Regions from separate parts of the Rattus norvegicus genome. Here region 2 is linked to region 1. The links are chromatin contacts, called in public Hi-C maps. All regions are on one chromosome and are shown on one strand. Each heading gives the region's core, a stretch centred on a gene start, on an enhancer-like site or on the middle of the called end of the contact. The rest is flanking DNA. Distances are from core to core; before and after follow the strand shown.

Region 1 (7,246 bases), core at 2,176-4,675:
GTGCATAGGTCCCCCAGTATTCCAGTCGCCAGTAGCTGTGCTGCCTGGGGGTTGCTCTGTATTCTATACCATATCCAGGAGGCCTGGGCTCCCAGCAGAGACCTAGCCCCTAAATAAAATGACCTTGCATTGATGGGATGAGCTCAGACCATAGAACAAAATTCAGCTCCAAATGCATTCGTGTTTATTTGGGGGGAGGCACGCCTGTGTATGTCTGTGCCCCCCTCATCCTAGGTTTTAGTCTCCAGAGGATTTAAGCACAAGTTTTAAAACCAATATAATAAGACCAGAATGATCTGGGAGAATTACACACATCTACCTAAACCCAGTTGTGCTCTGAAGAGGGGCTGGGATGCTGACATCCACCGGATCTTCACTCAGGGATCATACTTAGCTTGGCCGACGACGGAGAAGATACAGCACCAGGGGAGCGACTGTGGGGGTTGGGGAGCAGGTTTGGCTGGGTTGGAGAAGTGTAATTTATCAGCCAGCTAAGCCTTAGTGTGCAGACCTCTGGCTCGGAGAATGGGTAAGGGGAGGAGAAGAGAAGGGGCTAGCGTTCCCTGGTTTATTTTTAAATATTTATCCTTTGGCTGTTGTCAATGAGGCTTTCTAGATGAACCGAGAGCCTGGGGATGGAGAGCCGTGAGAACTGGTGAAGGCCTGCCTTTTCTGACCGTGGCTCTATTTGTCATTGTGTTCTGGGTGCAGCCCCGGACTATCAGGCTGTCAGTGCTGGGCAGGCATGGGTTTAACATCAGGCAGCTGCCCTGTCTTGAGCTCGGGGACAGAATTGGCAACATGGATTTCAGAGAAACTGACGGTTGGTCGTGGACTTTGTAGACTCCCTCTGAAGAGGTCCTGTTTTGGCTAAGGATGAAAATGAGTTATCCCTGAGATGGGAGCACCCCAGCTTTTATATAGTCCATCCTGTTCATTATGGTCTACAGGCTGTAGGTTACCTGCCTCTGGCTCACCAGTGAAATTTTTGTCTAAACAAAGACAGGCTTGAGTAGGCCTCACCATGCATGTAGCTGTTGCAGAGTTAAGATAAAGAAAAGGGATCAGGGACATTCTTTTTTCTGCTTGTCAGGCTTCTGAGGTGCGGAAAGCCTGACCCAGGGCCTGGGACAGAGGCAGGATCAAGGCAGAAGCCCTCCTCTCCTCAGGATCTCTCAGATTACTTTAGGAGCCTGTCTTGTGGTTTTCCTAGCTTTCGTTCTGTCGAAGGTATCTATGTGTATCCTTCGCCCCTACCCATACTCACTGCGTTACAAGATTCCGAGGCTGTCCCGTAAGTAAAACTCAAGAGAAAGCTGCAAAATTCAATTTTCCAGGAGTGGAAACATCTTCCTGTTGCCTTTACTTCTTCAGCTAGGCCCGTGGGTAGCTTCCAGGTGAGGACTGAGGGTCTGGAATCTGTTTTCCCTAAGAGATTTCCTGTGTGTGGGGAGTAGTGGGGGGCATCTTCTGAGTGGAGGGGGCCCCCCATCGCCCGCCTTACTGCGGCACCATCATCTTCATGTATTATTCATGATCACTTTTTCAATTAAATTATTAATTGGTTTTCTTTAAGGTGTTCCTGACTCGTGTGGCTAACATAAATAACAGTTGTGTTTTGAAAACACCACCTGTTCTTGAGCCTTGAGGTCAGGCAGTCTGAGGCAGGTCCACTGTGGCCACACTCTGGTTCACAAACCCATCCTCCACCCTCCTCCCCACCCCACCTCCCAGCCTGCTCCCCTCCCCCACCCCCAAGTTTGACTAAATTTGGCCTCTGCCCTCCTTTGTCCCTAATCGGACATGATTCCCCAGAGGCAGTTTTTTTTTTCCGCCCAAGGCCCTAGCTTGGGGGGAAAAACTGTAATCTTTTTTTTTTTTTTTTTAAATTTGGTGCTAAAATATAGACAGGGGGTTAGTCTGCACCCAACAGGTTAGGTATTCACATCGATTTGAAACTGAATTCTTTTGTACCGAAAAATGCTTTCTACACAGGGACACTGTTGTTTTCACCAAGCAAGCATCCCCCTTTCCTCCCTTTTAGTGTGTGTTTAATGCAAATACGATTCCATACATTCTGCTCCTCGCCTGGTGAGCTTATTATATTTCTAACACTTGCATGGTTCATTATTGGGCAGTAGGAAAAGACTCGGCGGCTGCCGGGGCAGCCTGGGTGGCTGGTTTGCAGAAAGAGAAAAAGCAGGTGTCTTCTATGCTGGGAATGAAGACTAGATTTAGGAGGAGGGTGGAATTCTGTCTGAGAGGACTGGAGACTTCCGGTGAGATTTCAAGGGGGCCTGCCTTTACATAACAGCACGCAAAAGGTGAACTTAGGGGGACCTGGAAGTGTCCAGCAGTTGCTTTGACCAGCCGAGGTAGCCCTGTTTGGTTTGATCCTGGTGGTAGTCATCTTGAGCTGGGGCACCTTTTCTTGTCCTGTCTGAAATGCTCTGTGGCTCCTAAGGACAGTCTTCTTCCTGACAGCGGATGGCTGCAAACTGCTTGGTCTTTTCTAGTCGTTTCTTCCTCTCCTCTTCTTTCCTCTTCTCTCCTCAGAAACTGTCCTTAAACTCTCAATGGAGAGTAGGGGATGTTTTCGTAAGTTTCTGCAGCTGAAAAACAGAAGTGCTCTGTGAGGCAGTTAATAGGATGGGTGTGTGTTTCAAATAAATTCCTGTCCACATTGGCTAAAGTCCCCATGTTAGAGTGGCCTGCCTCTGACGTGGACAGGGCCCAGAGACTGATGGATCAGGGTTCAGAGGCCCCGACTGCTTGTTCTTCTTCTTCATTTTTGGGGGGGTTGGGGGGTGGCCGAGGGCGCGTCCGTTTCTTCCAGGCCGGCCTTTGACTTTTGATGAGCGGTGCGGTCAGTGCCTCGCGGGAACACGGCTTTGTTCCTGCCCGGCCGGTTCCTGGGTTGGTGCAGGCCAGGGCAGCCAAGGCGCCTGTCCCCAGGCCAGTGCGGCCCAGGCCGCCTCCAAGGCCGGTGCTGGGAGCTGGGGCCCGGCAGCTCCGGCCCTGCTTCTGTGTGTTTGTGCGTCTATGTCCCCAGGTCCCCGCAGGCGCGCGGGCGCGGCCACCGCGAGCAGCCCGGCCTGCGCCCAGCGCGACTGTAGATGTCAGGCTTTGCCCGGGGAGCCGAGAGGCTGCGGGGCTGTGAGTTTCAAATTAACCTTCCGCTTTGTTGCTGTGTAATGTGGATCCCCGAAGGCCCCCCGCCCCGCCCGCCCCCCTTCCTCGGGCGGTGCGCGCTGCAAACTGCGAGTTGAGCTTCATTTACATAAAGCGATTCCGGGCGGGCGGGCGAGCGGGCGGCGCAGGAGGAGGAGAGAGGCGGGCAGGCCGGGACGGGGACCGGGACGCAGCGCCGCGCCCCGTGGGTGAATCCCCGCCGCGCCTGGGGGACCTCCCTCCCTGGGCAGCCCGCAGATCGCCAGCCCCGGGCCGCCACCATGCGCGCCCCGCCCCTGCCGCCAGGCCCCTCGCTCCTAGCCTGCGCCACCGCTGAGCCCGGGGGGCAGCGGGAGGTGGGGAGAATGCCGCCTGGGGTGGGTAAGTTCGGGGCTCCGCTGCCACTGGAATCTCCCGTTGTCGCGCTGGCCGGCGTGGTGGCCCCCGGACCTCCGAGTGCCTCCTTCCTCCCGAGGTGTACGGAGGCTTTGTGTGCCAGGTGAGTGCAGCCTCCCTCCCCCGCCGCGCGGCTCGCTGCCGGCCTAGCGCTGGAGGCAGGTGCTGCGAGTGAGTCTTGGCTGAACTTCCCATTCTCTTGGGGCATGTGGGGGAAGGGCAGGCTGGATGCACTTGAACTCCTAGACTCCAGGAGGAACCTACCTGGGGAGAGTGGCTAGAGTCTGCTGGGCACCAGAGTACGTTCTTCCTCCTATCCCCTCTTGATTTTCCTTCCCAACCTCCTCCTCCTCATTCTGTTTTTGGGTTAGTTAATACCTTGTTAATACTTGGGGGTACTGGTGCCACTGAGAACTTTGGGTTCTAAACACACCCTCTTCAGCCAGAGAGAGGGAGAGACAGAGAAGAGAGAGAGAGAGAGAGAGAGAGAGAGAGAGAGAGAGAGAGTTAGAAGTCGCTGGTCAGTTTGCAGCAATGTGAGGAATGTGCCTGTTTGGGGAGTAATTAAAGAGAGAATCAGTGTAGAGCTGGAGGGGACCTACGGAGATCATCTTGGCCTGGCTGCCCTCTAATTTCGGTTTGTTCTTCTGCCAGAACCCATACAGCATTTATTTGGGGGGGGGGGGACGTTGCAAAGGAAAAGGTAAGATTTTTTTTTTAATCCAGTTAAAAAGGAGAGATATCCAAGTTAAGGTAGCAACAAGAAAAATAACAACAACAACAAAACAAAACAAAAACAAAAACCAACCAAACAAAAAACCCCCAGCCAACCCAAAGTCATTTTGTGGGCTTAGAGAGAAACAGGCTTTCTGGCAAACAGCCCTCTCTGTCCTGTACATACCTATGTAATGATGATGATGGGGAATCTTGCCCTCAGGGGAAAGCCCACAGCCCACATGGCACACTCAAAGGGAGTTTCAGCAGCCAGCCTTAGTGGTTCACAGTGTGCTCAACTGGTTTAAAGGTGGCCGGAGAGCAGGTGAGTCTAGGAGGGCAAGCCCCCCCCCCCCCTGCTATTTATCAGCCTTTGAAGACTCTCTTGGAACCACCGACTGAGAACCACAGAGAGTATACATTCATCTGGAGGCAACGAAGGCCAGGGCCTGCATGGTGGAAGGCATCAAAGACCCAGCAAGGAAAACAGACTTAAGCCTGGAAGAGAGATAGTGAGGAAGTTACACGTCATCTTCACCTCACTTCATTTCATGCTTTGAGATCCTTGGAGACGAGTCACTAAATAAATAAGAGCATAATTTGAAGCTCACACGTAGCTGGGGGTAACTGTTTCTTTGCCATCTAGCAGCAGGTGCCAGTTTGTAGAGTTGGCCCCCGGAGTCCCCTCATTCCTAAATTCAGGAGGTGTCAAACCTTCATGTTCTTTTAATGGCTGTGGTTTCTGGATAGGTTTCAAGGGAAACCCTAAAAATCCCGAGTTCCAGTGGGCTGGACTGGAGTGCTGTGGCCCAGACTGCATTAAATAGGGAAACATAGACCTTCAGGGGTAACCTGATCGAGAAAGGCTGCAGTAGAGAGAGCTGGGAGCCTGTTTCTTGTTATCACAGCATCCACCGGCAGCCTGAGATTCTAAATCCAGACGTGGAAAACAGGGAGCAGAGGTGGGCTAAGAGGAGTCTGGAGACAGAGTCCCCAGCACAGAAGGATTCTGAAAAGGGGGTGGTTGGAGGGACGTGAATACCTGGATGTTTGCACACCTGTATTTGTGTTCACTTGCTTTGAGGGGTTCCTGAAGGCTCCCTTACAGAGAGTGTGCATGCCATGAAGGACGGGAGCACCCCTCCCCCCTTTTCTAAATCACAGGACCAAAGAGACTGCCTGCATTTGATTTCTAGTATGGTCTTCAGAAGACATGTTAAAGTGGCTCTCCAAACGGGCTGGGGGTCACACTGGGTCTTTTATTTAATTACACACAAGTGTTATTTAACAACATGGGGTCGGTGGCAGAAGCAAGCACTTGTACAGTTTGAAAACAGTCCTTTTGGAACGGCCAGGAATTAAGTGCCTTGAAGACCTTCTGTCCTTCTGACGTGGGTCAGGCGTCTCCCTCTTCACCTCCGTCCAATCCGTACACTTTCTAGGGGATGGAACTCTGGTTCTCCAGTTCTGAAAACTGTTTTGATTGACAAGGATCTGGCTGGCTCTCTGAGAACAACAAAAACAACAAGGCTGCAACCGCCAACCACCTGAAACCTTAATTTGGGTTTCTTTGCCCAGCGAATGCTAAGGGAGTGTGGAAAAGGGCCCAAATAGAACGGTGTGCTTCCAGGCGGCCTCTTGTTTGGCTTGTCCTGGCTGCACAGCAAAGTGCTTTCCTGCTGTTTTGGGCTGGGTTTAACTGCTCTGTAAACTCAGTGCCAATTGGACTTCCCAGTGTCAAGGAGCTAAAATAAGTGAGATTTCAGCCTTCACCATTAGGACTTAAGAGTGGTGGCCTCGACATTTTTGAGTGACCCAAAGGTGGTTGGTTCATTTGAATAAATCTGTGCATTAGAATAAATCGGTAAACTTTAGTTTTGATCACATGTGGTATTCAGGGAATATGTCCTTATTGTTGGTGTGTGTTTGTGTGTGTGTGTGTGTGTGTGTGTGTGTGTGTATACAAACTGTTGTTCCTCTTAGTGTATCTTCTAGAGACTGGGTCTTCTCGATTTCGGAAGCGAGAGATAAGTGTTTAGGAATACTTGAGGGCCCAAAGCAAATTAATTCTTACCTAGGAAACTAGTGTTTTGGGGGAGTTGCAAAAGTTTCGTCTTAAAAAGTAAATATTTAAGTGACTAAGCAGTCTTTATCAAAATGTGTGGGTTCCCACTTGTTGTCTGCATAGTTCCCCTTGGGAGAGTTCCTAGCTTGCTGCCTAACCGAGGACCCAGAGTCTATCCTGCCAGGAGGCAGTGGGGTGTCTGGTCTGAGGAAGCTCGGATAAGCTCCTCCTCCTGGCTGTCCACCGCTGCAAGAATAACGCACCTGATACTCACTGTAGCAACGACAAGGGGTACAGTGTGTGCTGTGGTTTATGCTTTCATTTGTGATTAAAATGGTTGCTTGCAGTTAGGCTGGCCTATTTCTGTAATGTTTGGGCCTGTTGGCCTACTCTGGTTCCCAGCGCTGTTGTAATTAACCAGTACGGGGGCGGTGCCATCCAAACACAACAGGAGGGCAGATTCCATTATCGGGAACTTCTTAGGGTTGTCCACGTGCTCTGGTGGAGAATCTGGTTGTAATGGTTATTGTTAGAAGCCGCAGCATAGCCGGGGCTCTCCAGTCCTTTCTGCCTGACTTAAGGAACTGTGTGGTCAGGGAACTGGGTAGGCCGTTTTAATGGGACCCAAGCTAGGGGATTCCTTCGTAGGAGCATGCGCAGTAAGGTCTAAAGATAGTGGTGCTGTCCTGAGCACAGTGTCCTGCATCGCGAGGACATTGAAACAGAACCAGACGCACAGAAGCTAACGTTTCCTCATTCTGTCCCAAGGGAGAGACTCAGGCAGAAACCTTGGTTCATTGGCAAACTGCTTTCAAAATCCAGATTAAGGAGCAAAACTATCCAATCAGCAACTGTCAGATTTGTTTTCTGTATGATTTAAAGTTGACTGCCAGACTGCTC
Region 2 (7,246 bases), core at 2,095-4,594, 83 kb after region 1:
ACCAGTACTACCTGGCCCAGAACATGAACCTGCCCAACCTGAAGATGGACAATACCGCTTCAGATGCCCAGTTCATGATGAGTGGATTCCAGCTGGATCCTACAGGGCCCATGGCCGCCATGACGCCTGCTCTAGGTGAGGCTAACCCCTTCCCTTCGGGCTTGTGTGTTTTCACCATAGGAGTTTCCCAGGGGCCAAGCATGTAGAATTGGTTGGGGTAGACCTGTGTGTGAATTGGTTTTGATTTTTTTTTATCTCAATTTTTTTTAAATGGAAATGTCTGACTATCCAGAGTTTTCCCTCCAGGGTTTCTCCCCACGCCGCATGTGTACATATGGAAGATTTTATGGGTCGGACAGAACCATAATTGTAGTCTGGCTACGTAGGGCCAGGATTAAAACTCAAATGTTGCCTCCAGTTTTTTTGGCTTGTGGTCAACCTTCTTTTTCTGTTTACAGTCTTTCTCTCTTCTCTTCCTCAATTTGAAAAATTGCCACAATCACTCAAAACTCTTGGGTTCCATTAAATATTTATCGAAACTTACAGGAAACTATAGCTGGGACCATCCTCAATAATTTAAACAGCGACAATCATGGTTTCAGTTGGAGCAATTGGAAGCTGTAACAAACCTTATTGAAACACCCAAAGGTTGGTTCTGTGCCGAGCTGGGAACTACCCAGGGGGATTCCCTGAATTCTCTTGTGTATTTTCGAGGATCTTGATGAAAGAGATACATTCTTATACTTTCTTATTTCGGATGAGTTGTTGATTAGTGTAGTTGGGAATTAATTAGGAATTAAATTGCCCTGGGGACACTGTCATGAGTATTGTGATCAATGAAGAACTGAATAAATTGTAATATTGTCCATCAAAGAAAGCTTAAGTTTCAATAGCAGTTGGATACTAGCTTAGTGGGGGTTGCCAGGAGAAACAGTATCTTAGAGAAGCTGGGTGACCTACCTGCAGGGTTTTAAAGGTCAGCTTTCTGCCACTGTGACAAGTGTTTGAGGTGATGGGTATGTAAAGGGAAATAGTTTTGTCTCATGGTTTTGGGGGTTTTAGTCTTTGGTCAGTTAGTCCTATTGCTCCGGGCCCTGTGGCAAGATCTTGTATCATAGTGGGAATACTTGGAGGGGGGGCATTGATCGATTGATCTGAAAAGGAGAGGGAGGGGCCAGGGTCCCATATGACTAGAAGATTCACAACTGGGTCCCATCTCTGGTTTACCACCTTCCCATAGTGACACAGGCTGGGGACCAAGTCTTTAACACATAGGCCTTTGGGGACTTTTTTTTTTCAAACCACAGTGCCAATTCTTACTGATAAGCTTGACACATATATAGTAGAACCAAGAGTGTGTGGGATCTGGGTGCTGAGGGCTGTGGGTCATGACCAGTGTTTTGACCAGGAAAATACACTGTTTGAAGGTTAGTATGATGGTCAGGTCCCTTTTGTCCTCATGAAGTGGGTCCCAACCTAACTTCCATTCCCTGACTCTACTGTCTAGGCCTTCTGGGATCCGTAGAGAGAACGTTAGTTAGCAGCATCCTATGATTGGCATGGGAATGAATAGTGTTCTTAGCAACAAAGCAAGTGCATACCTTGATTTGGGTGTGGGTTAAGCAAGCACCAGGAGGCCAGATTTCACCAGTACTCGGCTCTCTTTATTTTGTATCCTGTTGCAAGGGAGCTGTTTCCCAGCATCCATCTCATTCTCCCTGCCCTCTGCTTCCCTTTGAATTCATGACATTTGAACCTTGTTTTCTATTTTGAAATATTAACCTGTTGATCTTTTATGACCAAATGACCGACTGGTCAACCACAAGGGCACAAGAATCCCTTGTTCTGTTTTGTCCCCAGAGTGAACCCGTGCACCCTGGGAAGGGTGGGTGCTGTGTCCTAGTGCCTTGAAGCCCATATGTCCTCCTTTCCCTCTCTCCTCCTCCTCTTCCTCCTCCTCTTCTTCTTCTTCTTCTTCCTCCTCCTCTTCCTCTTCTTCTTCTTCATCCCTCCCCCTCTCTCCAACAGGAATCAGTTTTCCCATCTTTGAGACAATAATGTTTTGGTAGACTAGACAAATCTTCAGAAGGAACTGGGTGTAGCCCTTATACCACAGAAACATAGAAACGGGATGAACTCATACTGACAAATCAGGGTCTCTGGTTCCCTTGAAAGTGAGTGACTTCTCCTTGAATCCCTCAATTGGGGACATCTTTTAGTTTATTTTCTATTTTCTACCTAGTGTCTGTAAGTCCCAGGGGGTCACCGCAGTTGCCAAATACAAAAGAAGCAAAGGGACAGTCCTTGTCTTCAGACCCACAGAAAAGAGCCACTTTATGTCCTAAGAGTAGAGCTGTCCCTTCTGAGGATCTTGCCCGCCTCAGTCAGGAAGGCCTCTTGAGTTCTGAGCACCATGGTTGGAAGAGGTGGGTCTTCAGAGGCACCCTGCCCTTTCTGTGGCTATGAGGTCCCGTCCTGGTGAGGAGACTCACAGTTGTTCTGTGTTGCAAGGCCGAGTAGGTGTGGGGATGAGGTGATGTGTTCAGAAGATTCACAAAGGAAGTGGTGTGGCCTCCACAGAAGGAAGAAGATAGGCAAGTAGAAAAGTTTCAGTGGCACCTGCCGCGCTGTGGTCAGGCCATCGGTGAGGTGGCTCTAGGGTATTAGATATGATTGGGTTCTGCTGTGGGGCAGAAAGGGCTTCTGTGAAATTCACTCTTACTTACCAGGTTACCCATGCTTTCTCCGACAGAACCTTCTCTTTAGTGGCCAGATGCTTGCTCTGGATCTGCTTCTGTTCTTGAGGATGTAGAGGAGGCGGTTACACCCCTTGGTCTGGTCTGACTTAAAAATGGGTTTGCCACCATTTGTAGACAGGATATTAAGCCATATGAACCTCCCTCCCAAGCATCCCTGTAGACTCTCAGGTCTAGCACAGAATCAAGGAGTGGCTCACCGGGTCTCTTTTGTGCTTCCCAAGTAACCAGGCATCTTGCTGGTAACAGAGCACTTGCTTGGGGTTTAGGAAGCCACCTGCCTTCTTCCTTTGCCTTTTGGATGTGCCCTTTAATTCATGCCTCTTGAGGTCGTGCTTCTGAGTGGACTCCTGTGCCAAGCTGTGAAGTCCAAGTTAGTTGAGTCTCTGTCACTGGTACATGGTCTTTCCCAAGGCGCACATAGGGCTCAAGAGGCATGGCCTGCCTCCGTCTTACTCAAGACAGGCTCCCAAATGCCTGCGGATCAAGTGAGGGTCATCTAATTCACTGGAGTTGAATTGACTGTGTGGACTTGCAGGATTCTAACGCCTTGGCCTATCTCCAATGTGGAGTCTTGGCAGGAGTTCTGCTGTGCCCTCTGTCACCCCGATTCTGCCCAGCGCTCGCCACTGGGCCTGTGAACCAGGGATGGGAAAGGTCTTAAATCTCTCCTTCCGAGGGCTTCTAATGCTCATCCAGGCATCCAGCAAGCAACAGCCGATCTTCTCTGTAGAGCGGTATATAGATGCACTGAGGCTGTGTTTGAAGAGTTGGGGAAGATTTGATGCTTCACATGGTTCACATCAGAAACAATATACATTTGCTCCTTGTCTCGCCTCTCTGGGCAGTTTTCCCTTTGACCGAGCACTGAGTAGTTTTGTGGATATTGTCTGCGTTGGTCCCTATGAAGGATGGGATTGTTTTTGTTTCTTTTTTCTCCCTCTCTTCTTTCTTTTCCCTTTCTTATTTTTCCCTCTTACCCTAAAAAGAAAGTCGTGGTTATGGCTCCTCTTACTAGGGGACACGGTAAGAGAGCCTGGAGGTGGAAAGCCTCCAGCACCTTCTGGAATACACGTGTGAAAGACTTCTGTTTTCTCACATTGTCTGAAGACTTCGAATGTAGCTTAGTAGCGACCATACTGAACTCTTCTTTTGTAGTCGATACAAACTCCCCCCATTTCTCTCTCTCTCTCTCTCTCTCTCTCTCTCTCTCTCCCCCCCTTCCTCCCTCCCCCTCTCCCGTCTCCACCCCTGTCATCTTCATCATTTTTTTTTTGATGAGCCACTAACTTGGGATTCTAATCAGTTATTAAAAATTAAAAAAAAAAAAACAAGCTCAGTCAAACCACATATAAAAGGTCAACTTTAAATATCAATTGGAGGGTGGAGGATGGGGGCAGACCTCGTAGCCCGTGTGCATGTGTTCTAAGGAAAGGTAGGAACCAGAAGGTGACGCTCAGCCTTCTGAGGGCTGTACACCGTGTAGGTGGTGGAGGGGGGGTCGGCTCTCTCCAAGGCTTTCAAAATCGAGGTGTATGTAAGAGCTTGTCATGTTAGTTCACCACCAGCGAAGGTGAGCCTTTCTCTGGGTTTCTTCAGGGCAGCGATGGACTGAAAACGGGTTGGGGTTCAGAGGGAAGGGATGGCGGTCTTTTATCAGACCTTAGGGAGCACCAGCTGACCCCTTGGCTGCAGCTGCCTGTCTGGCTTCACCTCCTGAAGGTGACAGGACCTGTGGCTGTGACCCTTGTCTGTTGCACAAAACATTTGCTCACGTGTACACTGGGTAGGCCCTCACACGACTGGGCCATTCAGAGGAAGGCTGGACTCCTGCCCTAGAGTGCTCCCACCCTGGTAGGGAGGCGGCTTCTATGCAGCCTTGTGTATAGCTAGCTGTGACCCGTTATTCCATGTGATTCAGGGACCTGGAAAAGGAAGATCATTCTAGAAAGGGTAAAAGGTAGGTTAGGTAGCTCTGATGGACAGGTAGGCTACTGACAGGAGGGGCCTTGGGAAGGGCAGAGGGCTCATTACTGAAATCTGTGCAGTTAGCCGTGCAGCTCTGTGGCCATCTACATTAATATTAATGGCAATGAAAAATTCAGTTTCTCGCTGTGTGGACAGCAAGCGCGGCTCCCCCCCCCCCCCCCCCACCTCAATGGCAGGAAGTCTTGCTCCTTGGTGATGCTGTAGAAGAATAGTGGGCCCACTCTTGGTTCCTGCTAGAGGCCTGGTATTATAGACTTCTCTGTTCATCTCCAATTCTGGCAGCAGGGGGCGGGTAGGGTGGGGTCTGGACATTCAGATCCTGTTGCACACAAAGGCTGATGGGGACTTAGCATTTTTCTTGGATCCAGAGAGAGGGGGCAGATTGAAATTGTTCAGGGGATCACGGTCTATAAATTCATCTCGATGTTCTTTTTCAGAATAGAGAAGGCTCAGGGCCTTCCGCAAACCACAGACTATGCAAGCAGCAGGGGGATTTTGTTGTCCCGCCAATAGCACCTTGCAGGGTTCGTTTTCTGTACCGCGGCTGCGAGGCTGACCTCTGACTGTCTTCCTCTACCTTCCCTACAGTGGGCGGTGAGATCCCCCTAGACATGCGGCTCGGGGGCGGACAGCTGGTGTCGGAGGAGCTGATGAACCTGGGCGAGAGCTTCATCCAGACCAACGACCCATCGCTGAAGCTCTTTCAGTGCGCGGTCTGCAACAAGTTCACGACGGACAACCTGGACATGCTGGGGCTGCACATGAACGTGGAGCGCAGCCTCTCAGAGGACGAGTGGAAGGCCGTGATGGGGGACTCTTACCAGTGCAAGCTCTGCCGCTACAACACGCAGCTCAAGGCCAACTTCCAGCTGCACTGCAAGACGGACAAGCACGTGCAGAAGTACCAGCTGGTGGCCCACATCAAGGAGGGTGGCAAGGCCAACGAGTGGAGGCTCAAGTGCGTGGCCATCGGCAACCCTGTGCACCTTAAGTGCAACGCTTGCGACTACTACACCAATAGTCTGGAGAAGCTGCGGCTGCACACGGTCAACTCCAGGCACGAGGCCAGCCTGAAGTTGTATAAGGTGAGGTCGACTTCTCGAGACCCAGGGACGGGCTCTCCACAGAGTGGATTGGCTGCTTGGAGGTGGGCAGCCGGGGACTTGAAAAGCAGGGCAAACTAACTCTAAAGGTTTTGCATCCAATGCCCAGTGAAGCCCAGGATGTGTCGATGGCTTCCTTTGGTGGCTGAAGGGTTGGGGTGTCTCATTTCGGGGGGGGGGGGCAGACCAGTTTCCAGCAGCCCAGTGCTGTGGTGCTCTCTTCTTTGGTGCTGGTCTCTGCTGTAGTCTGTCGAGTCTCCCTCAGCTGCTGCAGACCAGGGTCCCTTTCTACCCATTAGTTTATCTTTTATTTCTAACCCCCTTCTGTGCTCCAGAGTGCGGCATTCATGCGTCCGTTCTGTTTATCCATCTCGCTGTACACTAAACACCTTCTGTATCCTGGCCATTGTTCTGGAAGTATGTGCACACAGACACGTGTACACACACACATACATATGTGTATATGCACACACACATGGATACATGTACACATGTTTATACAGACAGACACACACGTCTGCGCTCACACCCAGATCCCTGCCCCTCACAGTGTTTTCAGTCTTTAGGGACAGGATGAGTTGCAGACCCCATGGGGAAATTTCCTGGTGGAAGGAGGCAGTAAATGCTATGGAAAAGAACAGCTCAAGGGGAGGAGCTCCCTGTTGATCCTTTTCCCATTTCTGCATTTCACATCCACGTTCTCTGCTTCCTCTCTTTTAGCCTCTTTCCTTCCTTCTTCCCCTCCCCCTCCCCTCCCCCTCCCCTCCCCTTCCCCTTCCCTTCCCCTTCCCTCTTCCCCTCTCCTTCCCCTCCCCTCCCCTTCCCTTCCCTTCCCCTCCCCTTCCCTCTTCCCCTCTCCTTCCCCTCCCCTTCCCCTCTCTTCCCCTCCCCTTCCCCTCCCCTTTCCTCCCCGAGCCCCTCAGTCTCACCCTTCCCTTCTCTCCCCCAGCCCCCCAGTCTCTCGCTGACCGTCAGGGAGGAGGAGGGGCCGCGGATCCTGTAAATAGTCCTTTTACTTGCACGGCAGGATTGCTCCAGACATTCCTATTGATTTTCGCTGGACTTAAAGCCTCACCTTTCCCTCTAATCATCCCATAATGGCTTTAGTATGAACAATCAGGTGCAAATCGTCATAAATCTCCTCAGCCTCCTTCCACACACCCTCCACTCCCTCTTTTCCCCTCCGTCCTCTTCAGTTCCATCCTTAGCCCTCTTCTCTTCACTTCCAGCGGTTTCTCACTTCTGGGCTAGCAAATGGTCAGTTCCCGCCGACTCTGGGCTCTGAGCCGGCAGAGTCTCCCATGACCCTCTCGTGATTGTCTGTGGAGACCCCCACATGAGGGAGACCCGGGATCCATGGCTCTCACTGGTCTTTGCTCGGTTGATGCTTCCGATTCC

What was found. A called contact is a pair of places that touch in the nucleus more often than the background predicts.
Region 2: a contact with region 1 is called in a Hi-C map of liver, with 3 times the contacts expected there. The contact joins the enhancer-like site here to the promoter of Zfhx3 in region 1. A contact is called at or near these places in 4 of 12 Hi-C or Micro-C datasets (Schwann cells, hepatocytes, liver and 1 more) and 1 of 1 datasets of contacts at active chromatin or transcription factors (oligodendrocytes).

Annotation. Positions count from the first base shown.
Region 1 is chr19:53,548,063-53,555,308 of GRCr8, forward strand. Zfhx3 (zinc finger homeobox 3) reads left to right here and starts at 3,426. Exons shown (of 10, transcript NM_001427481.1): 1 at 3,426-3,670.
Region 2 is chr19:53,631,622-53,638,867 of GRCr8, forward strand. It overlaps Zfhx3 (zinc finger homeobox 3), which reads left to right. Exons shown (of 10, transcript NM_001427481.1): 2 at 1-135; 3 at 5,334-5,830. Among named protein-coding and RNA genes, the nearest start is that of Zfhx3, 84 kb to the left of the region's middle. Within about 2 kb of position 3,345, at least 3 of the 93 cell types and tissues checked have an H3K27ac peak or open chromatin away from gene starts, as enhancers often do. A contact at or near this core is called in liver, where this site is marked.